Linked DNA regions of Mus musculus: region 1 is linked to region 2. A link is a contact called in public promoter capture Hi-C data. All regions are on one chromosome and are shown on one strand. Each heading gives the region's core, a stretch centred on a gene start, on an enhancer-like site or on the middle of the called end of the contact. The rest is flanking DNA. Distances are from core to core; before and after follow the strand shown.

What was found. Capture Hi-C pulls out chosen DNA fragments and counts their contacts.
Region 1: a contact with region 2 is called in a promoter capture Hi-C map of adipose tissue. The contact joins two enhancer-like sites. A contact is called at or near these places in 1 of 39 promoter capture datasets (stem cell-derived epiblast-like cells), 1 of 115 datasets of contacts at active chromatin or transcription factors (microglia) and 2 of 9 other capture datasets (adipose tissue and liver).

The regions. Positions count from the first base shown.
Region 1 is chr12:33,059,680-33,065,254 of GRCm38.p6, reverse strand. It overlaps Cdhr3 (cadherin-related family member 3), which reads left to right. Exons shown (of 20, transcript NM_001024478.1): 7 at 3,459-3,607; 8 at 4,834-5,023. Among named protein-coding and RNA genes, the nearest start is that of Cdhr3, 30 kb to the left of the region's middle. Within about 2 kb of position 3,219, at least 54 of the 459 cell types and tissues checked have an H3K27ac peak or open chromatin away from gene starts, as enhancers often do. A contact at or near this core is called in adipose tissue, where this site is marked.
Region 2 is chr12:32,917,214-32,922,637 of GRCm38.p6, reverse strand. 4933406C10Rik (RIKEN cDNA 4933406C10 gene) reads left to right here. Exons shown (of 6, transcript NR_044986.1): 4 at 1,735-1,815; 5 at 1,910-2,143; 6 at 2,458-3,254. Among named protein-coding and RNA genes, the nearest start is that of Gm33484, 11 kb to the right of the region's middle. Within about 2 kb of position 2,302, at least 26 of the 459 cell types and tissues checked have an H3K27ac peak or open chromatin away from gene starts, as enhancers often do. A contact at or near this core is called in adipose tissue, where this site is marked.

The DNA.
Region 1 (5,575 bases), core at 1,970-4,469, 140 kb before region 2:
TGCTTTGTACTGTGCCTTCTAAAATGCAGCTGTTAGCAGTCTGGCTGAGAAGGGAAACAGCCACCCGGAGGGCAGCTTCAAACTCCTTGGTTCTCTCTTGTGATTTTAAAGATGGACCTCTTAGGCTCTGAGACAGCTTTGCTTCAGTGTTCCTGGATGGTATCGAGGTGTGTCTGCAGGAGCCTGCATTCTAGCAAGGGCAGGGCACCACCTCATTTTGCTCAGGGTGTTCGCTTGCCAGCATCCCCATCCCTCAACAGCCGTGAGTTGAAAGGATGCAGTTGAGTTACACTGGATGCTGAATTGAAAGCTTGCCCAATCCCTTGCATTTTCCTATTTCCTTGTCTCTCAAAACTTCTGCCAGTACGAAGCATGAAAGTTTCATTGTGGGTTATGAGATGAAATCTTCAAGCTGACCCAGGTGTGACCACGTCTGAGTGTGATGTAGCCAAGGCAGATGTGGAAACAGCTCCTCACCTTATGTTAAGGCCAGGCAGCGAGTGCTGTTTCTGCTGTTGAGACTGTCTCCCCATTTCATCCCTGAGTGGAGATGTCTGGCTGTCTGCTTTGTGGGTGTGATGTTTCTGTTGGGAGGCTGAAAACACGGACATATTTACTCTTTCCCCGTGTGTGGTGCTGACTGAAGATCACTTTATTTCAGATGTCAGCAAGTAGCTCTTCCCAGCTCTCCCTGTTTTCTTTGTACTCACTGGAAGTCCTCTTGTAAGAGTGCCTGGCAGTGCCTTCCTGCATACTCATCACAGAGAGGAAGTTGCCCCTTCACACAGAGAATGTGGTCACAGACCCCACCTACTGTGGCCCTGAGTTCTGGCAGCCAGGTATAGTGAGGAGCTGAGTGTGGAATATGAATGATAATCATATTTGTTCTCTCTATTTTGGTAGATGTGAAATTAGGCCATTTTTTAGATAGATATAGGTATAGGTATGTGTATAGGTACAGGTATATGTATAGGTACAGATATATATTTTTACAGACATGAATGAATCTTAGATACCCAAATCAAATATTAAAACTTTTTATCTCCTGCCACATTGGCTACCAGGGCAGCCAAGGAAAGACTGTTTGGCATGAGAGTCTGAGGCACTGTCCCCAAAAGCTAGCCTTGTTCCTTTCATGGGGCACACCCAGCATACACTATAGAGGCTTCAGAGCAGGATTTAAGCAGCTCATCTGACTGGAACCAGATGCTTTTCTGTGACTGGGCTGTCCTGTGTGACGGAGTGTGTTTGGCAGCATCTCCCTCAAGGTGGGAAGAACGGCTCCCTCCCCAAGTTGTGACAACCAAAAAAAATGTGTCTAGCTGTAATCATCTCTCAGCTTGGAACCACTGCCCAGAAGGATGGGGCAAATATTCCCCCTATGTTGTCTTCTTACTGTCCTAGAAGCCTAATGGTCACCACTGACACTGGAGACTATATGCGTATCCCTGGCTTTTTCAGTGGACATTCAGGGCTCCATTAAGTGCTCAGTAATCTCCATTCCCACGGAGCTCACTGGTGACACTGGTATTGCTGATCCAGGGAGTAATGTTGAAAGCCAGGACCAGTCTGTGCAGGCCGCGAAACATCTGTATTATCCTTTTTTTCTCGCTGTGATAAAACACCACAGCCAAAGCAACTTACACAAAGAAAGGTTTAATTGGAGCTTATGGTTCTAGAGGATAAGAGTCCATCATCACACAGCAGGAAAACATGACAGCAGGCAGACATGGCAGCCAGAATAATGGCAGAGGGCTCACAGCTCTAACCTCAAACAGGAACCAGAGATCAAATTGGAAAGGAGTCTTTGGAAACCTCAAAGCCTGCCTCTAGGGACAGACTTCCTCCAGTGAGACCACACCCTCTAAGCCCTCCCCTTGAAAATCACCAACTGGGGAGCAAATATTCAAATGCCAGACACTCCCGTGGAACATTGTATCATTCAGACCACCAAGCATCCTTATGACCCTGGCTAGGAAGTTCCTAGACCCAATCTAGTGGATGGAAGACAAAACCATCCTGCATTAGAAACAAGATTCTGTTGGTTATAGAAGACAGGCTGTCTCTTTCCTCTGACTCTGTCTCTGGCCCCTGCTACCCCTGGCTTTGCTGGTTCACCCCACCAAAGTCACAGACTCTGGGGGACACTGGGCAAGGAGGCCCAAGCATTGGAGCCACCTTTTGGACAAAGTGAGCATGCTCCTCCCTAACAATGAAATACATGGTGGAAGAACCCTCCTCACGCATAATATTGGGCCCAGGATTCAGGGCAGAGCCCATGGGGTAGGCTAGTGTGAGGTCCTGGCTACAGATTGTCTCTGCTTCTCTCTTAATCCAGCCTGAGGCTCTCTCTTGTGTCTGTTTTCTCTGGCCCTCCCTATGGGACAGCTGTGGTGAGTCAGGGGCAGCTAAATGATCCGAGGCCCCCCCTACATGAAGGCAGCCATTTAGAGCAGAGATGAAGATTGCCTTCCTTCAAGGAGGGCATGGGAAAGTGGCACCTTAAGACAGGAAAATTAAAGGTGACTCTGCACCCCTGAAATAATCTCACTTCTGACCTTTTACAAAAGCTTGGAGCCTGAGAAAGGTCAGTAAGCAGGCACGTGGAGTTATAATATGCACAGTGCCCCTTGGAGAACAGTGTGATGACTTCTAACTGCCAGAGGCTTAGAGAGCTGGCCTCATGGGGAATGCCATCTGGAAAGATGCCCAGGTTCCATGTGGAAGAGTTGTATCCTCAGGCGAAGGAGGAGGAGGAGGAGGAGGAGGAGGAGGAGAGGAAGAGGAAGAGGAAGAGGAAGAGGAAGAGGAAGAGGAAGAGGAAGAGGAAGAGGAAGAGGAAGAGGAAGAGGAAGAAGAAGAAGAAGAAGAAGAAGAAGAAGAAGAAGAAGAAGAAGAAGAAGAAGAAAGAAGACGAAGAAGTTGACAACAACGAAGGGGGAGGAGGAGGGGGGAGGGGGAGGGGAGGGGGGAGGGGATGAAACAAAGACCAGAGATTCTAGAGAAGACACAAAACTGGGCTTCTGGCATCATCCACAGGAAGGGACTCAAGCACAAATTAAGAAGCCTGAGGCTCTGAACATCTTGTCCAGATGGGTTTTTAAAAAGAATCCAGACACCTTTTGAACAGAAACTGGGAGGAGAGAAGCTGACTGGGTAGAGGAAGTGTCTTTATGTGAGAGGATGTTAAGGATAGGACAGGCATCAGGCAGGCAGGCAGGCAGCGGCTGTGACCACCTAAATTGCTGCTGTAATGGCCTGGCATTCTTCTTTGCATCCGCAAGGATGTGAAATACAGACAGCAGTCACCCCTCCTCTCAGCTGCTGTGTTCTCTCTGCATGTTGATGCAGCACAAGCCGTGCGGTGCTATATTTAGCGCACACCAAAATACCTACCACCCAGTCTGCACCCTCCCCTGCCCTGCAAATTAGCCACGGCTGCAGTGTTTCTGTTTCAGCCCCAGGAGAGTGTACTCTGTCCCAGAAGAAGTGCCTCTAGGAACCATGGTGGCGAACATCACAGCAATGGATCCTGATGATGAGGGTTTTCCTGGCCGCCTCCTCTACAGCATCACTACCACCAGCAGCTATTTCATGGTAGACCAGCGTGAGTCATGCACAGTAGCCTCTCCTGCATCCTCGAATGTGAATGTTGAGTGGGTTTTACAATGCTTTCTCTTCCCTCAGGCCTTTCTATCTAGGTTCACCCTTACTTGTCAGGGAAAGGGCGTGTTAAAGGCAGCAGACACCCACCAAAATGGTGGTCTGAGGAGGTCTGTGTGTGAGCAGCTGGGTTACCTTTCACCTTTATGGGAAATATGAAAATATTCTTCTTAACTGCCATTATGATTAAGGTGCAACCCCTGTAAATAGAATGCACATGTCACCATCTGTGTAAAAATGAAGACTTAAGGATATAAAGAAAATTATATTTTGTGGTGAGTTTCTTTTTGTTTGTTTGTTTGTTTGGTTTTGGTTTCTTGAGACAGAGTTTTTCTTTATAGCACTGGCTGACCTGAAACCTGCTCTGTAAACCAGGCTGGCCTCAAACTCAGAGAGCTACCTGAGTACTAGGATTAAAGGCATGAACCACCACTGCCCAGTGACACACACACACACACACACACACACACACACACACACACACACCACAGTGCTGGGGATTCAACCCAGGACCTCATCTATGCTAGGCAAACACTCTACCTCCGAACTTCCCACACCTTTTTTCTGAGTATTTAAACTAAGACTCTGGTTCCAAGTAATAAAAGTGACAGCAAATCTAGCTAAGCACAAGACAGTAGAAAGGAAGAGAAGATAGGAGAGGAGGAGAAGGGAGAGGGGAGAGGGGAGAGGGGAGAGGGGAGAGGGGAGAGGGGAGAGGGGAGAGGGGAGAGGGGAGAGGGGAGAGGGGAGAGGGGAGAGGGGAGGGGAGAGGGGAGGAAGAGGCACATCTCATAAGAAAGAGTCAGATAATCAGGGCAGAGGACCTCAGCAGCTCAAGTTCTGGGCTTTTGCCTGCAGCTCCAACTGTAGCTCACTCACTCTCCGATGTGTGTTTCTTAGCAACAGATTCTCCAATAGAGAATCCAGTGGATCAAATTGAAGTCAGCTACCCACCAGTTCTGTCAGCAGTGGACAGTGCTGTACTCAGGGCCCAACCCTGAACTGTAAAGTGTAGCTTTAGAGAAAGATCAGGTCAGGTGTTCCAATAAACATCAAACCCAGAAACACACGACATGTCTGTAGAGGGGCTATTCCCGGTGCAAGCTGATCATCATTCTGGCACAGTCTTTTCCTGTGTTCTCCATTGTCTTCTAATCTTTGCCTCCTTAGTGACAGGGACAATCCAAGTGGCCCGAAGGCTAGATCGAGATGCAGGCGAACTGAGACAGAATCCCATCATTTCTCTGGAAGTTCGAGTGAGAGACAGGCCCTCTGGGGGTCAGGAGAACCGCATGCAGATAACCTTCATTGTGGAAGACATCAATGACAACCCTGCAACATGCAGAAAGCTCACTTTCAGGTAGTCACCAGTTGGAATGTATCCCCTCTTGGGTGGTGCTTGACCCATGGATTCTCTGATAAGGCATGGCATTGGGGACTGACTCTCTACAAGCCGATTTGAGGTGTCCCATTTCCTTCAAAGATCGTTTTGTTATTCCTTACCCATTTCCATCCCTCCTCATTATTTCTCCTTCACTTTCCACCTGTTTTTACAGCTTTTTAATTTTGTTCCATTTGCACCACAGGCCCTCTCTGGACTGTGTCTTTTCTTTACTTACTACTGCCAGGGGTGAAATGGTGCTGTTAGCACTTGTAATAGATGCTGGAGAGTCAGAATTAGTAACCAAGCACTCCCAAAGAAATCTCAGTATATAATATGAATAAATCAAAACAAGTCAGTGGGTAAAACGAAACAAAAATCTAATTCACCTGACACGACTTAATTGCATACATGTGGAGGGGAAATACAGAATGTATCTGAGACATGAGTTATATTATTTTCACTTGTTCTTTGACTCACAGTTAATTCACAATCAGTTTAAAGTAAAGCCTTTTAATAATTGTTTATTTT
Region 2 (5,424 bases), core at 1,053-3,552:
TCCATCAAACCTAAACACCTCTTATCTGGCCCCTTTGTCCCAGCGGTATTCACTACTGTGACAGAATGAATGGGATATAAAACTTAAAAGAAAGAATTGCTTGTGTTGGCTCACAGTTTTAGAAACTTCAGCCCATGGTCTTTGGCTGTGATGTCTCTGGATTCATGGAGGAGCATGGAGGAGCATGGAGGAGCATGGAGGAGCCTCCATGGTGTTGGGAGCACGAGCAGTAGGCTCACTGTTGACCCATAGCAGTCAGAATGCTGAGGAGGGGAATACAGTTAGGGGCCAGGGCAATATGGAAGCCAAGGGCATGCTATCAGTGACCTGTTTCCTTTAATTGACTTGGATCCACTTCTACCATTTCTAAAATAGAGCCACCAGCTGGGGTTCAAGGCACCCACACTCATAGTACGCACACACTCACGCTCACAGTGCACATGCACCCACACTCACATTGCACACGTATCCACACTCACAGTGCACATGCACCCACACTCACAGTGTACCCACACTCACTGCACCCACACTCACAGTGCACACGCACCCATACTCACAATGTGTATGCACCCTCAGTCACAGTGCACACACACCCACATTCACAGTGCATATGCACCCTCACTCACAGTGCACACACACCCACACTCACAGTGTACCCACACCCACACTCACAGTGCACATGCACCCACACTCATAGTGCATACGCACTCACATAGTGCACATGCATCCACACAGTGCACACACACAGTGCACATGCACCCACACTCACAGTGCACACGCACCCACACTCATAGTGTACCCACACTCACTGCACCCACACTCACAGTGCACACGTACCCATACTCACAATGTGTATGCACCCTTAGTCACAGTGCACACACATCCACACTCACAGTGTACATGCATCCACACAGTGCACACACACCCACACTCACAGTGCATCTGCACCCTCACTCACAGTGCACGCACACAGTGCACACACACCCACACTCACAGTGCGTCTGCACCCTCACCCACAGGTGTCAGGCCTTCAGCAGCTGCTCCTTTTTTACTTCCCTTTCCCGCCTCTTCCTCTTCTCTTTCCTTTCCTTATGCCTTCCCCTGCCTTCCCTCCCTCTTCTTTCCCTTCCCCCTTCATTCCTTCCTCCCTACTAAACTGGAAGAAGACTGGACATTGGGCAGGTGACAGGAGCTATCACATGAGCTAGGTGTTCTGCTTTTTACACAAACTTTCCTAATTTGTAAGTGCTGCGGAGCTCTCCAAATCAAGATGGACTTTTGGGAACTCGAGGGACGGAATGTACCAGAGAGTCCCAGGGGAGCAGTTTACTTGGGAGATTGGCTGCTTTGCTGTAGTCAAAAGGCCAGGGTAGGTTTTTGTGGTCACCCTAAGGCCTAGGTAGGGTGATCTGCCTCCAGGCAGGCACTTATCACCATGTGCACGGTTGCTCTGGACAGAGGATCCTTGGGAATCTCCAACAGAGGTATATAAGCAGCTCTTGTTTGGCCTGCTCTGCATTTCCTCCTCAGTCCACATGGTTGGCCTGCTGGCATTCTTTGGACAGTCACTAAGGTCACAGACTGGCTTCAAGCGGAATTTTTAGCACCTCCAGTGGTGGTGGGAAGATCATGAAGCAGGGACACTCAGAGACCCCCAAAGGCCAGATGTAGGTCTCTTGTAAGACTTTCTACGTGCTTAGAGCACCAGTGTGACAAGGTTTCTGGTTTGAACAGGTTCTCTGAAGTCTGGCATCTGTTCTGCTCGGTTCTGTGTTTCAAGGGTCTGACCCTAAGCCTGGCTTCTTTAAAAAGCAAGTGAGTCGTACCTTCCCTGCAAAGGACCTGCCGGTGGGACCAAGGTGAGGCAAACACTCCCAAGTGGGAACAAACAACTAGTGCCTTCTTACAGAACAAAATGGAAGACGCCCGCCCCGGAGATGAATTCTGGGAAGTTAGTCTTTGGGAGAAAGGTCGCTCTCCAGGAAGAATTTCTGAGCCAGGTGAAACATTGCTTCAATCACACAAGAATGAAACAACCTTCTGACACCCCTACTACCACCACTACCTCCCTTCACATGAGTGAACTTGGAACACAGGCTGGCCCTGTTTGGACCATGCTCATTCTGAGATCCACAGGCTCATGGTAAGTTGTTCATTTTCTAATTCTGGGAATTCAACGTTTTGAAATTGGAGACTTCCTACTTTTCTAGCTCCAGACTTAATTCTTAAGTCTCCAGAGCAAACGCCCAGAGGAAGGTTGCTGCCCTACCCCTAGGCCCTCTACTGCCCTCTGCTGGAACATTGCTGCCAGCATGACCGGTGCTAATCCTCAATTCTTGGGCCAGTTCTTCAAGGCAACTAAGTTTCTGTTTGTAATAGACTGAAGCTGCCAAACTAGTTATAGATTTCAGGACATAACCGAATACTAAGTAAAATATTTTTTTTTTTTATTAACAGGGTGAGCAACAATGTTGTTAAAAGCAGCCAATCGTGACTGTGGCCTTTTAACTTCTCAGCTGAGAAAGAAAAGACAGCGGGTGCCTTTATACTGCAAAACAAGACCTTCTTGATGAAGATTTTGTGCAATGCATTGTGACCATACTTAAGGTGCATCCAGTTAGACATGCTCAGTTTTCAGTGACCCACAAAGAGGGACATGACTGTAAAATGAAACAACTCAAAATACCTTGGGATGGATGGAGCTCGGGGAAGAAGAGCTCAGACATAGACAGCAGGGAAGGTCACTTATGCCAAGATGAAGTGTAAATATTTTATCCAGGGGACGGCAGGGACAGGATGGGCACAGGCGAGAATGGTGTGTATCCACAGCTTCACACATACCTACTTCTATCCACGCCTGTATGTTGGCATAGATGTTATCAGATTTCTTAAGAGTCTAATTTTAAAGCCGCTACTGACACCTTTCTGTGGGACAGGATAAAAAAGAGTGGGCAGCAAGCCTGCATTTTGAGAAGAAGCCTCTTTGCACCCCACATTTAAGATCCCTCTTGGCTGTGAAAGAAAACCAAAGATACAAAACCACACAGAAGCAGAGCTTAATGGATGATGGTAAGGATGTTGGATCATAGCTGCCCTCTTCCCGCCTCAGGAACCACTCTTTTTGAATAAAATCATTGCCTCCCTGCATTCCCTTCTAGGTAGCCATCTCAATGTGTGGCCCTCAACACTGCAGGTTAACATTGTCCCTTCTCTTGGAAATTGTTTGATATCCTATCAAGTAATTTCTAATACTGATTTCTGACTCTTGCCTCATTTGTCAGCTGAGTCCCTTGACCTGTAGTCTGGATCTTGTTACTTTGAGTGCTTGGCTTCCCTGTGGTCCTCTGACCTTTGTGCCACTGCTAATTGGCAGTTGGACCCACGGGTTGCTTCACACCCAGGGTCACGTCCTTTGGCAGACACTAGGTGGTACTGCTTCTGTCCTCTCATGATGTCTGTCCACTAAAGAGGCGGGGTGGGGGTGGGGAGAGGGAGAAGGAGGGAAGGAGGGAGAGAGGTGGAGGAGGGGGAGGGAGGGAGGGAGAGACAGAGAGAGGGAGGGAGAGAGAGAGAGAGAGAGAGAGAGCGCTTAGGCACATATGTGTCACAGCAGACATGTAGAAATCAGGGGACAGCCTGCAGGGATTGTTCTTTCCTTTGACCATGTGTTTTGGGAAATTAATTTGGACTGTCAGATACAATGGCCGGTAGGACTGTTCTCGCAGTTGTAAGAACAAAACTTAAAATGTCGAGCAAACTACAAGCTTTAAAAAAAGATATCAGTAAGCCTCCCTAAGGATATTTACAGGGGTCAAGAGATGAGAAGAGAGAGACCTCTCATGAGGTAGTGCCCAGTGAACTTCAGTGAACTCTGAGGTGCACTTTGAGGTCATCGCTGTGAGAAGGGAAGATGGTGTTGTAGAATGAGGGCCGTCTGGCGCATGCCAGAGGGGAGCTATGCATGCGGAGGGCCTTCTGGATGTGGGCGAGAATGCAGCGGGCTACCATCTGAGGGTAGGGCTGGGCACAGATAAACCTGGCATACTAAAGGACAGAAAGGAGACTCCCAATTTCTACCTCGACACTAGATAGAAGAACACTATTCCTATCCATTTAGAATGAGAAACTGACTTTCTTAAAGAGTCCAGGTCTAAATTTAGAGACCTTGTGTAATTAAAACAACAGCAACCCTAAAACATTGTTAAATTTAGACTTGCTCTGCACTGATCGGGTCCCAAGGGAACAGCAGCACACCTGAAATTTTCCAGGAGGAGGAGACTCAACAGCAGCTTAAGAGATTTCCTCTAGGGACCTCCTCCCTGCTAAGCAAGTGAACGGAGCAAGGTGGGAATCAAGAGGAAGAGGAAGGGAGGCTTGCAACTGGAGGCCACCTGGAAAAACAGGAAATAGGATGCCAGGCATGATGGGACACACTGTCAGGGGGTGGAGGCATCCGAGGTGGTGATGCCTGCCTTTAATCCCAGAAGTTGGCCGACAGAGGCAGGAGGACCTGTGTGAGTCCAGCCTGAGTTCCAGGACAGGCCAAGCTACACAGAGAAACCCTATCTTGAAAAACAAAACATCAACAACAACAACAACAAAACAAAACAAAAAAACAAAAGTGTAGGGAGGAAGAGGAAGAGGAAGATTGCATTCACTTCCAGGCAGCCTGGTTTACATAGTGAGTTCCAGGCCAGGTTAGGCTAGCTAGTGTTCCTGTTTTAATAACAAGCACATAACAAAAATATCAGGAAGAGAAATAAGAAAAAAGCAGGAGTAGACTTAAAGACTTTAGATCATCAAATGCAAATCTTAAAACTGCCATATTAATGTGCTCAGACAATTACAAAAATTCTAAAGTGTGAATGGAAAAGAGACTCCAGGGAACCACCAAGCAAATTTTATAAAGATTTAGAATCCCCAGTAGCACAAAAGTCATAACTGAAAATAACCGTTCCGACGACGGAGCAACCCATTCTAGAAGATGCTAAAGGAAAGTCGGGGAGCTAGAAAGTAAATGAAAGAAGTCGTCCATTATGCAGATCACAAGGATGCAGGCCCAAAGGTGAGAGAGAAGTGAGATTTGGAGGGTTGAGAGACGACTCTGACAGCTCCAGGAGAAGACAACCTCAATGAGGACCTCGTGAAGAGATGAGGGCCAAGAATGGTCTTGAACTGTCAAAAGCAGCCCATCCCAGGATTCAGGAAGCCCACGTTTATGTTACAAGAAACTCACCAGGACACTTTGTAAGCAAAGCGCAGGCACCCGGACAAAAAAGGACCCCTTTAAAACAGGCACGCTAGCGAGGAGTAGCAGTCAGAGCAGACTGATTCTTACAGCCAAGCGAAAGCCAGAAAACAGTGACAAAATGAAAACTACAGCCACAGAATATTTCTCCAGTGTAAGGAAGCAAGTTCTTTTCA